Regions from separate parts of the Sus scrofa genome. Here region 1 is linked to region 2. Evidence: chromatin contacts called from public Hi-C data. All regions are on one chromosome and are shown on one strand. Each heading gives the region's core, a stretch centred on a gene start, on an enhancer-like site or on the middle of the called end of the contact. The rest is flanking DNA. Distances are from core to core; before and after follow the strand shown.

What was found. Hi-C and Micro-C count contacts between places; a contact is called where the count stands out from the background.
Region 1: a contact with region 2 is called in a Hi-C map of liver, with 1.8 times the contacts expected there. The contact joins two enhancer-like sites. A contact is called at or near these places in 6 of 47 Hi-C or Micro-C datasets (embryonic fibroblasts, fetal liver, heart right ventricle and 3 more).

Annotation. Positions count from the first base shown.
Region 1 is chr9:106,206,200-106,212,610 of Sscrofa11.1, reverse strand. No RefSeq gene overlaps it. Among named protein-coding and RNA genes, the nearest start is that of NAMPT, 48 kb to the right of the region's middle. Within about 2 kb of position 2,045, at least 6 of the 83 cell types and tissues checked have an H3K27ac peak or open chromatin away from gene starts, as enhancers often do. A contact at or near this core is called in liver, where this site is marked.
Region 2 is chr9:106,035,784-106,042,342 of Sscrofa11.1, reverse strand. The region is part of intron 1 of LOC110255500 (a long non-coding RNA gene); the gene reads right to left. Among named protein-coding and RNA genes, the nearest start is that of SYPL1, 54 kb to the right of the region's middle. Within about 2 kb of position 5,137, at least 4 of the 83 cell types and tissues checked have an H3K27ac peak or open chromatin away from gene starts, as enhancers often do. A contact at or near this core is called in liver, where this site is marked.

The DNA of each region.
Region 1 (6,411 bases), core at 796-3,295, 170 kb before region 2:
AAGAAAGCAGCAGTAATATTGACAGAGATGCTGTTTCCCCCACCTACCGTGATTACTTTCTCTCCTGCCCTCTAACCCTCCTGCTGGCTCCCCTCATCCCTGGTGCCTCTCCACCGTCCAGAACCCCCTCCATCCTCCAGCTTTCTCCTCTTGTGTGAAGCATCCCTGAGGACTCTAGCCCCCAGGGCTCCCTGCTTTCTTTAGCATATAAATAACTTGGGTTCTCAGTTCAAATACTAGTTGGATTTGCTTTCCCATAGTTTCATATCACTGCATGAGCCTATCAGTTTCTTGAGAACAGAAAAGTGTGAATTATTTGGTGCCCTCACCTCCTTGTGGCATGTGGCATCTTGTTTCACATCCACATGCTGGCTCAGTAGACATCTATAGAGCCTCAGCTGCCAGCGAGCCTTTGGGAAGAGCTGCTTGGGGGATAGAAAGGTAATTGACATATGTGAGAGCTCTGTAGAAAGAGAGCCTTCACATGAAGTCTGGTTGGTAGAAGAGTTGGTCTTTTTGCACAAAGTAAATGAGAAAGACTGTGTAGTTGCAGGAAGTCCCCTGAAGGAGAGCTGGTTCTCCTGGAGCTTTTCTCGAACCGAAGCTTTTCTCCTCCAGGATGAGATCTGTGTGGACTGGTTACCACCTCAAGAGCTACTCAAAAATTACAGGTATTTCCATGATTATCTGCTCTGCTTGATTACACTGAAGTGAAACGAAAACAAAAAATAAAGAAAAACACGAAAACTTGACCCTTAAAGGAAATGTGATTCCATCTCAAAAATACCTAAAATACCCTACCATTTGGCAAAAAGGTTGAATCAAGAGTCTAGTGAAGGTTTGGGTCTGTTCTGAATTACCTAGACCAGAAAACACCTTCACTCTAGGACCACATCCTTTCTTTAGGAGAAATACCATGGTACAGTGAAAAAAATTGGGTGCCTTGCGGTAGGTAGCAAGCCTGCCCCTTACTAGCCAAGTAACCTCTCAGAACCCAAGTTTCCTCATCTCTTTAATGGAGAAATAATCTCTCCCTTAAATTACTAAATAAATAAATAAGGTTTGTTATGAGAATTAGAGATAATTATGCAAAGTGCCAACGACAGGACCTGATAAGTAGGAGCAATCCTCATTATGAAAGTAGAAATATCCTACCTATTCAATAAGACTTCTTCCACGAAAACTGCAAGGGAAAAAAAAACCCTCATTAAATGGAGAATTCGTCCTCTTGATAGGAGGCTTCAATTTTGTCTCCCCTTTTTCAAAGCCATATCAAAAATAGCATTAGGCTGACAAAGTAATTTCCCTAACATAAAAATACCCCCAATGTTAAATTATACCCCAGAAGTGGGATCTATCCAGTCTCAAAGCTGATTTTGTCTGAGCCAGAGAACTGAGAGAAGTAGAGAGATGATATATTTTATAGAACTGACTGGCTCTTTCCAGCCGGAGCTCATGAGCAGTGTGAGTGCTGTGATTCACCTAGCAGTTTAGAATGAAAACTAAGTGGAATGTTTATGCTGAAAGTGTTGGTAAACTTTTAGTTTGTTTTTGTGTTAGTTTGCAGAGAAGGATATGTGTTTTCCAGCTTGAAAGCTGATCTTTATCTTGGCATTGGGTTTCCTTCCTTTAGGAAATTTAGACCTGCTGTGCATTATGGGTATGTGGGTAAAAGTGCAACACATAGCTTCTCTTGGTTCTGGGCATCAGGAAAGGCTCTTGGGTGGTGATTCTAATTTTTATGAGCTGACAGAGAACTGTGTAGGGACCCTTCAGGAAACTCCTGGATATTTGCGAGTTCTGAAAGGTTCCAGAAAGGTTCCAGAAAGGTCTAGATGTGGAAGTCCCCCAGGCATGCCCTGATGGAGATGGAAAACACCAAGAACCTCTGAGCATTTGCCTTCCACTTGCATCCGACCTCGCCTATTCCAGAGTCTCTCAAAGCCAGAGGAGAACTGGCTTCCCACTGGTTTGGCCTACACACGGCCCCGTGCTCTTCAAATATCTCGGTACCTGTGTCAAGGGAAAGGAGACGCTGGCAAAGAGTCAAGCCCTGGGTGAGATGCCAGAGCTCTTGTTATGTAAGAAACCTGTTTAACTCACTCATGCTAGAGTAGAGGTTCCAAAATGCTGTGTCATTCCCCTGCTATAAGTGACTTGTAATTTAGTGGTTTCTGAAAGTGACATCAGCTATGTGCAGAAGACATGGTCTCAGTCAGGTCTGCAGTCAGGTCTGCAGAGGTCATTTTCTTGGTTTTTCATCAACATGCTCTGGAACCATCTTCAACTAAGCGGCTACTTGGTCTCACCTGTATGAGCAGCTGTAACTGGCTGTCCTCAGGCTGGTTTACATTTCTCTCTGGTGGACAGTGGGGCCAGCAGACTCTAACTACTAAAGACAACTCTTTTTTTTCAAATCAGTCTTTTCATAGGGATATAAAGAAACCCCCCAAACTCATTAAGTTAATTGCAGAGAGCACTGGATGGATAATAGGTAACAATAGTAACTAGCATTTATTGAGCACTGAATAGTGTCAGGCACTGTTCTAAGTGCTTTGTATACATATGCTCATTCAGTCTGGCAGCCACTCTTTTAAAAAAAAAAAAAACTCATTTTATTTTATTTTTGGCCACGCCCACAGCACTAAAATTCCCAAGCCAGGGATCAAACCCGAACCACAGCAGCGACTGGAGCCACTGGAGTGACAATGCCAGATCCTTACCTCTCTGTGCCACAAGGGAACTCCTGGGAACCACTCTTTGGACAGATATTATTACTGTCCCATTTTAAGATGAGGACACTGAAGCATGGAGTGGTTGAATACCATGTCCCAAATTACAGAGCTGGAAAGTGTTCAGCTGGAGTTGAACCCAAGAAGGCTATACTCAGTCTCTTAAATGCTATACCACCCCACCTGTCCTAGAGTTAGGGACTACTTCCAGACCTACTGCTTGATATGTTTATGATCAGCCGCACAGCCAATCACATTGTCATCCTTGCCTTAAACCTGAGAGTAGAGCCAGAGTCCAGTCTCTCCTCTTCTCACGTTTCACACCCATTATTCTGGGTTCAAAAGGCACTTCCTATCAGCCCCCATCTAGTCTCACTTCATTACAGTCCATTGTCCAAGCTGCTTTCTAATATTCATAAGGGTCACACTACTTCCTGTCTTAGTAAGTACAGAAGAAATTTATCATTTTTTGTCTGAACCTCCTTCTGTGTTGAAGAAACACCATTGTGCAAGTCTTAGTGAGGGTCATTTATCTGTTCTCATGGCCTTTTGGACCAAAGGGCTTCAGTGCTAGACCTGAATTTGGCCCATCAGCAGCTCCTCCCTGAAACTGAGTTTAAAAATCAGCAGGGCATGTTTAGGGTTTGTAGCTGTTGTAGAAAGATAGCTAGGATACAGAAAAGGAGGTGGTTGTCCTTGTGTGAACATTATAAACAATTTCACTTATCTAAGCTGCCCAGCCTCTATTCCTATCCATTTTCTAAACCCACTTCTCTGTTCTTCTTGCAAATACTAGGAGCTACCAACAAACATATGGAATGTGAGACAAGTTATCTGTCTTAGCTGTTGAAGACAACTTCATTTCCCATCACTGGTCAGAGATGGGTTAACTGGCAGCCTAGATCATGTGGGAGAGAAGCTGCTAACTGAAGTAATATCTGTGGCCACAGGAGTCAAGTATCCATTGAAGCCATGGCTTTGGGGAATTTGAATTGCTGCTACCATAAAATGGTTTGAAGGACACGAGAAATTTGAGGATGATGGTGTTCTTTCTGTAAGGACTGAGCAGCTTGAAGAAAGGGAAGGAGAAATGACTAACATCTGTTTTCATGATTTGGACTAAATCTAGGGACTTTCTACGACTGTGCAAAAAGAAATTCTTATCCCTTGTGACTCTAGAGCAGAGGGAGCTGACTTGATCCTCTGGATTGCCAAGTTACCTTATCAGTTGAATTCATGGCCTTGCCAAATCTTTTATGTGAAATTTAGGGCACTGAATATCATTTCTGTATCTGCAACACTTAGCAAAGAGCCTGGCTCTCAGCTAATAAGTCCTTATGAAATGAATTCATAGATTATCAAATTAAAACTTAAAGAACTCATGTTAACATTCTTCTTGCTTTTAAATTAGCAAAGCAGTAATGATGCAATGGCCGTCATGATCACATACCATATATTTTGCCTTCAGTGACATTCAAAATTAGTGACTTCCAATCCCATCACAGTTATCTCCAAGACAGAAAAAAAAAAAAAAAATAGGATGTGCCTTTTATTGTAGCCCAAACACAGAGCTCCATCTTGCTGCAGTTGTCTCCTCTTTAGGAATTGTTAGTGTTTTTGTAATTGTAAACTATGTCTGAATGATTTGGCATAGCCATGACTTTTAAGAAATGAACAGTGAGAACTGCACCATTTCCAAAGTCAGTGATACCACAATGACATGAAACTAGAAATCAGCCACAGAAAAAAAAATGAGGGAAAAAAATTATTACATAGAAACCAAACAATATGCTCTTTAAAAAACAATGGGTCAATGATGAAATCAAAGAGGAAATTTTAAAAAATACCTTGAGACAAATGACAACAAAAACACAACCATACCAAATTTACGGGATGCAGCCAAAGCAGTTCTTAGAGGGAAGTTCACGGCAGTACAGGTTTCCCTCAAAAAAATAAGAAAAGTCTAAAAGATGTTGAGGTCTTCCTGTGGCTACACACAGAGGATGGCTTAGTAATCCCCAGACAGAGCGGTGGTCTAGTCGTGAACCCTTTATAGAATGTTTGTCCTCCAGGATCCAGATGGGCAAAGCAACAGAAGGAAGGTAAATTAAAAGGCAAATCTTCTCTTTCTTTCCACTGATGGAAGAAATGAACCCAGTCTCTTTGCTGGACCTCTCTTCTCAGCTCCTGACAGGTGATAAGAGTTCGTGTGACACCTTTCCAGGTTTTGAGTATCTGGACAGGCACACCTTGGACACCTGATCCTACTCTGAAGGCTGGTGAGATCTGACTCCCTGCCTGTTCCAGGTTGCTACAGTATTACTCCAAACTCTTTTTTTTAATAATGTATTTTTTATTACTCAAATGAATTTATCACATCTGTAGTTGTATAATGATCATAACAATCTGATTTCACAGGATTTCCATCTCTTAACATTCCCAAAGTCCCTATTCTATCCTTAATCTGCAAGTCGCACCATCTCATTCAGAATGTTCTCAGTAGGTGCTTTCTCTACCAGGTCTGGATTTAAGTCCTAGACTGTCCATTTCTTAGCTGTGTCACCATGGGCAAATTACTTAAATTATATCTTCCTCATCTATAAAATGGATGTAAGGATACCTCCTCCTAGAAGTATGGTGAGAATTAAATGATATAATTTATGAAAAGGATGTTGCACAATATCTGGTTCATGGTCTGATCTCACTTTTAATGACTTTTGTTACTGATTTGGCCACCTTCCGTCTTTGTTTGCACACCTCCACACTCTCAGACCTCCCAAATACATGGAAAAGCTGTGTGATCCTGAAGTTTTTCAACAGGGTATATGCTGTCAGGCTGGTGGATAGTAGAGACCTCCCACATGTCAGTACCCAGCCCCAGCTCTTGCCAGAAAACTGCAACAATTGTTCCTAAAAGATAGGAAAGAAGTCAAGTCCTCCCTCTGACAAGTCAACACTTGCCTGAACTGGCTCATCTATGTTTCTCTTTGGTGCTTATTCTACTGATTTTCCCAAAGATAGCTTTTCTTTTAAAAGTCTCTCCTTCAGGGCACATTAAATCCTGTGAATAATTGTTCCTTTCTTTGCTGTGGCTGCTGGAAAGAACAGGACCCTGTCTGGCAAACAGAGCCGAGAGACTGTCTGCCTTTTGCTTAAAAATCTTACCCTTTCGTTGTTTCTAATTGAATGAACAATTCCACTTCTAAAACTTATCCTATAGACATATACAGAAAACTAAAAAATATATGTATACGAATGTTTTGGTAGAGGACAGAATGAGTTGGGAATTATTTCCTCTTTACTTTTCTGGAAGAGCTTCAGTACAATGATATTATTTCTTCATTAAATATCTGGTAGAACAAACCAGTGAAGCCGTGGGGTGCTGGAATATTTTTTGTTAGAATATTTTAACTACAAATTCAATTTTTAAAACATGTATAGGGGTAAAGTTTTTAATTTCTTATAAGTTAACTTTGGTGATTTGTGTCTATTTTTAAAATTGTCTATTTCATCTAAGTTGTCAGATGTATTGAAATAATAGAAAATATTCCCGTTTCATCTTTTTAATAAGTAGGATCTGTAGTTATGTTAACCACTTTCATTCCTGACATTGGTAATTTGTGTCTTTTCTTTTCTGATCAGTCTGTCTAGAAATTTATCACCTTTATTGATCTTCTCT
Region 2 (6,559 bases), core at 3,888-6,387:
TATGTTATAAATTTACCAACAAAGATTGAGCCAGAGAAATCATAGGCCCCCGCATCAACCCCGATAAAAGGAGAGCTCCAGACCCATGAGTGTGTTCTCTTTCACAAGCTGCAACCTCACTGTTTGGCCCCAGCTATGCCGTGCAATTTCCAGGTCCTGTAAGTAATAAGACTTTTTTTGTTGTTTCCTTATGGTTATTACTGAAGGGCACCTTGAAATCATAAGAAACACAAGCAGCTTTGATTACTTACAGGCTGAGACCAGCATGAAAGTGGTAACAGGAGTTGAGGAGATGTTGTTTAAGGGTACGCACATCTCTTGAAACTAGTGGATAAAGAAGGTTTGGAGATTTGATGCCCAGCACAATGATTATAGTCAATAACACTGTATTATAAACGTCAAAGTTCCTAAGAGACTAGATCTTAACTGTTCTCACTACAAAAAAAAGAAATGAAAATTATGTCATGGGACTGAGGTGCTTCCTAAACCTACTTGGTAATTATATTGCGATATAAAAATGTATCAAATCAACACATTGTACACCTTAAATTTACACAATGTTATATGTAAATTATATCTCAATTTAAAAAAAAAAAAAAACAAAGGAAATGAGAAGAAAAAATCTCTGCTCCTGCCTCACTCACTCACATTCCATTGTCCAAAGCAAGTCACATGACCAACCCAATATCAGTGGGATAAGAAAATATACTCTTCCTGCGAAGGTGTGTGTGTGGAAAGAGGGTAGAAATGGAGGGAAGGTAAATACTTGCTGAATAAAAATATCATCTCCCCCTGAGCCATGCGGAAAGCTGGGCATGAAAGGATGATCTCACCTTGGAGAGCACTCAGGTGATGATCAAGGGAGAGACAGAAGCAGTAAGGATGCCATGGGCTTGTTGTACCAACGGCCTAGCCAGCTGAAGAGCACAGGGCTTTCCTGAGCTCAAGGAAAGAGAGGCTTGTTGGGAAAAGAGTATAAACTCGGGCACTATTTTAAAGGTCTTTTCGCAATATTCACTGAAATACAAAACGCACACTTTTTAATCTACAATTTCTCTCCTAGAATGGTATTTATCAGAAAACACTAACCAAATTAGATCAAGAAAAGCACTGTTTACACTAGGACATAAAAAATGGGAAAAAGAAGTTTCCATCTTGGCTCAACAGTAATGAACCCAACTAGCATCCATGAGGATGCAGGTTTGATTCCTGGCTTCTTTCAGTGCTTTAAGGATCTGGCATTGCCATGAGCTGTGGTGTAGGTCACAGAGGCGGCTTGGAACCTGTGTTGCTGTGGCGGTGGCTGTGCTTGTGGCCAGTAGCTGTAGCTCTGATTCAACCCCTAGCCTAGGAACTTTCATCTGCCAGAGATGCAGCCCTAAAAATACTGAAAAAAAAAAAAAAAGCGGGGCCAGGGGGTGAATAACCTAAATATCAGAAGAACATGGTTAAATAAACTACTCCAGATCCATAAAATGGGACAGTCTGCAATTATTAATAAACAAAACATAAACACTTTTTGAGGAAAAATCAAACTTTCCAAGGCAAGACAATCAAACTAAGACTGAAGGAAAAAATAAACGTGTGCCCTTTATGGCAGGCTTTTCCCAATGTGCAACTAAATTATACATTAAACAAACCTCTTCAAAGCAGGAGAATGAAACCAAACTTTGAGAAAAACTGGACTCTTTCTTCAGATTGCCAGTACTGTAATTCTAAGATTAATACTTCTTTTTCTTCTCATACAAGGGGTCACATTGACCAAAGGCTTGTTCTGTACATGTACTAAAAAAATCTTAATGAACTGTGTGCACAATACTAACCTGTCAATATGGTACATACATTGTCTCAAAAATGTATAAAACTGCATCTCAAAAATGTATACAAATGTATAAAACTAATTCCTGATCAGTGGAGCAGTTCCCCGAGTTTCTGAGAATCTGCTTCCTGGGTTATAGTCCTCAGTTTTGCTGAAATAAAATTCTCTTTTCTTTCTTCTCAGCTTGACCATTAATGGATTTTTCATTGGCATTGTCTTGGCATAGTTGGCAGGATGTCAAAGGACATCAAAGTCCACCTCAAATCAGGGCTCTGTACCAGCATGGGCCCTTGGAGCCCCATCAGCTTCTCGGGACTCCTCAGGTGCTCATTGCTTTAAATGACATTCTGAAATTTACTCTAGCTGCTTTGGGTTTGTTGTGGATTGTTCTGGTTCGGTTTTGGTTTATTGATTTGCTTAAGACTTAGAATCTTAAAGGGCACCAATGCTTTTTCCCGGGCATGGACTGGAGGGACCCAGGGAAGAAGCCTAGGGAAAAGCATAGGTGGCTAATCTATGTTAATTTTGGTTCAATTGACATATGGTCTGAACAAACTATTTGCTAATAAAATGAGAGACTGAACCTGCTCAGCTCCAAAAAAAAGGGTCATCTGCTCCTTCTGGCCACTAGGAGTTCTCAGGTGACTGAGAACCCATCAAAAATATCCAAGGACGGAGTTCCCGTCGTGGCGCAGTGGTTAACGAATCCGACTAGGAACCATGAGGTTGCGGGTTCAGTCCCTGCCCTTGCTCAGTGGGTTAACGATCCGGCGTTGCCGTGAGCTGTGGTGTAGGTTGCAGACACGGCTCGGATCCCGCGTTGCTGTGGCTCTGGCGTAGGCTGGTGGCTACAGCTCCGATTCAACCCCTAGCCTGGGAACCTCCATATGCCGCGGGAACGGCCCAAGAAATAGCAACAACAACAACAAAAGAAAAAAAAATTAAAAAAAAAAATATCCAAGGAGCAGAGTTCCCACTGTGGCACAACGAGACTGGTGGCATCCTGGGATGCACATTTGATCCCCAGCCCAGTAGGTAAAGGGTTAAGGATCCGGTGTTATGGCAGCTGCACTTTAGGTTGCAACTGCGGCTTGGATCTTATCCCTGGCCTGAGAACTCCATATGCCATGGGGTAGCCAAAAAAAGGGTCTGAGGATCAATCCTCCTGAGGTGTAGTGGTCCCACTATAACCACTAAGTCAGTTCTGCTCACCAGGGAGCATAATAAAGGCTGATCACCTGTGCCCTAAGCACCCAGAGCAGTTTTAAATTGTGGGAGGGCGACACTGAGACATGTAAGAGAATCAGACAGACCCAAGGGTAACTCCTTGGGGAGCCAGAGTCAGAAGCAGCATACATGCCATCCATCACATTGCCTTTAGAAAATTGTTCAGATCAGACCTCATATCTGCATTAGGCCACCAAGGTAATGATTGGAAACCTTGCCTCAAAGACCACATAGCTCCCATACAGACATCCACCTCTGGGAACACTGGCCGGGTTTATGTATAATACCTATGGGACTGACACTTGTAAGTATTTAACCAAATGGGAAAATCCAACCAAAGGTAACCCGTTCCAGATATGGCCAAATGGGGCACTTTTGATTTATTCAAATTGATTTATTTGCATGCTCAATTAGAAAAAACCAGCTTGTTTGATTTTTACGTCAAACAACCAGAATGGGAGGTATTTACTTGGTGCCTGGAAGCCTCAAAATGAGGAAATAATAAAATGGCCTCACTGTAAGAAGCAAGCCAAGCATTGCTAGAAAGAGTGGCTAAATAAGAAAAAGCCCCAGAAGCCACTGTTTCTCCTCATGCCCCTCCTCCACTAGCCTCTTTCTATCCTCTTCTGAGCTCCCCTGCCCTGACCTTCTCACTCTCTCTCCCTCAACACCAAAAGAAAAATGTACTGTATCCGAGGTGGAAAACGAAAGCAACCCCAAGGTGATAGGTGCTCCCTTAAAGGAGAAGCCCACAAGCCAAGGGGAACCTACCCTTACCTATACCACTTGAACTAGGACAGAACTTAGGAATTTAACTAAGGGTTTTCCAAATGCCTTATAAGACCCTTTAGTGTTTTCTAAAGAATTTGATCTTATAGGAAGAACTTACAAGCCTGGATATTCAGACTTATACCAGTTTGTACATTTACCAGTCTCTGAAAAAAAAGCAAAAGAATGGCTCGAAGAGATAAGTTGGAAGGCACCTATGGAGGGTTTTCACAAGCCTGAGGCTACAGAAATGTAGAGGAATTGCCCACAACTTTTATCAGGCTATCCTGAAAATCTTCCCACAGACTATAGATTGTCAAAGATCCATCAGGGCAAACAGAGGCCAGGAGAAGCTATTTTGTATTATTTAGAAAGACTTGAAAAGACATTCAAACAACATTCTGGCATGGATCCAGTTTCCTGAACTATAAGAATGATCCAGTATTAAATTCCATTTTTCTAGAAGGACTGGATAAAGAATTGGCATGGCTGGAGTTCCCGTCGTGGTGCAGTGGTTAACGAGTCCGACTGGGAACCATGAGGTTGCGGGTTCGGTCCCTGCCCTTGCTCAGTGGGTTAACAATCCGGCGTTGCCGTGAGCTGTGGTGTAGGTTGCAGACGCGGCTCGGATCCCACGTTGCTGTAGCTCTGGCGTAGGCTGGTGGCTACGGCTCCGATTGGACCCCTAGCCTGGGAACCTCCATATGCCTCGGGAGTGGCCCAAAAAAATAGCAAAAAGACAAAAAAAAAAAAAAAAAAAAAAAAAAAAAAGAATTGGCATGGCTAACTAGAAGACATGACTGCACTACACTGACTGGACTACTTCACATCCTAATGTGCTTGTCACTAGTGCTGATAAGCTTTCTAAAACCTTACAGAAAGAGGCAAAAGAAAAAGCTGCCAAAATTATAAATGGGCAGCTACAGCAGTTTGGCAGCCCTCCAAAATTAACCTGCCCAAATGCCAGCCAGGCTTGCAATGACCTCACCTGCTTTTACTGAAAAAAAAAAAAAAAAAAAAACCCTAGACATTTTAAAAGAGACTGCCACCGTTTTAAGCAAGAGTCAGAGCAAGGTAAAATTCAAAAGCAATAGGGGTGCTCTGAGGATTATGAAAGGGTATTTCCCCTCCTCATCAAAAATACCTTAGGAGAAATTGAAATAATGATCAGAGGGGAAATGTCTAAGGTCCTATAGACACTGGCACGGCACTATCTGTTCTTTTTTGTTTGTTTTCCTTTTTTTCTTTTTTTTTTTTTTTTTTTTTAGGGCCGCACCCGAGGCATATGGAAGTTCCCAGGCAAAGGGTCAAACTGGAGCTGTAGCTGTTGGCCTACGCCTCAGTCACAAGCCACTCAGGATCTGAGCCACGTCTGCAAACTACACCACAGCTCACGGCAATGCCAGATCCCCAACCTACTGAGTAAGGCCAGGGATCAAACCCACATCCTCATGGATACTAGTCAGATTCATTTCCTCTGCACCACAACGGGAACTCCCAACATTATCTATTCTTACCCTGACCCTTATTCATTACCCTCTCCCTCAGAATAAATAATCAAATGGTAGGGGTTTCAAATTTTCTTAGGCAGGTTTTTTTAATGCAAATGATTTAAGAATTTTTAAATTGAAGTATAGTTGATTTATAATGTTTCAGGTGTACAGCAAAGCAATTCAGTTTTATATATTTTTTCAGATTCTTTTCCATTATAAGCTATTACAAAATATTGAGTATAGTTCCCTGTGCTGTAAAGTAGGCCCTTGTTGTTTATCTATCTTACATATAATAGTGTGTAACTGTTAATCCCAAATTCCTAATTTATCCCTCCCACCTCCTTTCCTCTTTGGGAACCATAAATTTGTCTTCTATATCTGCGAGTCTATTCCTGTTTTGCAAATAAGATCATTTGTATCATTTTTTTAAGATTCCACATATAAATGATATCATATGGTATTTCTCTCTCTCTCTACATCTCCTAAATGTCCATCAACAAATGAATGGATAAATAAGACGTTTTATACACACACACACACACATGCACATACACAATGGAGTATTACTCAGCCATAAAAAGAATGAAATATTGTCATTTGCAGCAACATGGATCAATCTAGAGATTATCATACTAAGTGAAGTAAGTCTGAGAAAGACAAATATGCTATGCAGGTTTTTAAATCAAAGCCAGTAACTTTTCAGCTAGGAACTATCACAGAAAGCATGTATTCCTTTTGGTGACAATTCACCTGACAGGACCTTTTAGAGGCATATAATGCCCATATTAACTTTTCATCTAAAGGTTAGATGACTTTAGATTTAGAAGATATAAATGAAGACCAGAACATAATTACTGAAAAAATAATGGATATAAAGACAAAAATTCAGACAAATCAAAAGGAAATCAATGATTTACTATTACAAGTGCCTGAGGAATTGTGGCCATTTTCTTCCTCAGATATTGGGAAAATTAAAATGGCTATACTTCTAATAAAGTAACTATCGATAATCCCAAGCCTCCATCTAATATCTGATAATATCCACTCAGACCAGAAGCAATAAATGGAATAAGACCTATTACCCAGGATTTCCTTCAGAAAAGACTTATAATTCCTTACACCAATCCTTGCAATACTTTCAGTTTATTGGTAAGAAGCCAAACAGAAAAGGCTGAACCTGAGAGCTATAGATAATACTGTGATTCCCTGCCACCCTGTGGTTCTTAGGAATTCTCACACTCTGCTCTCAGTC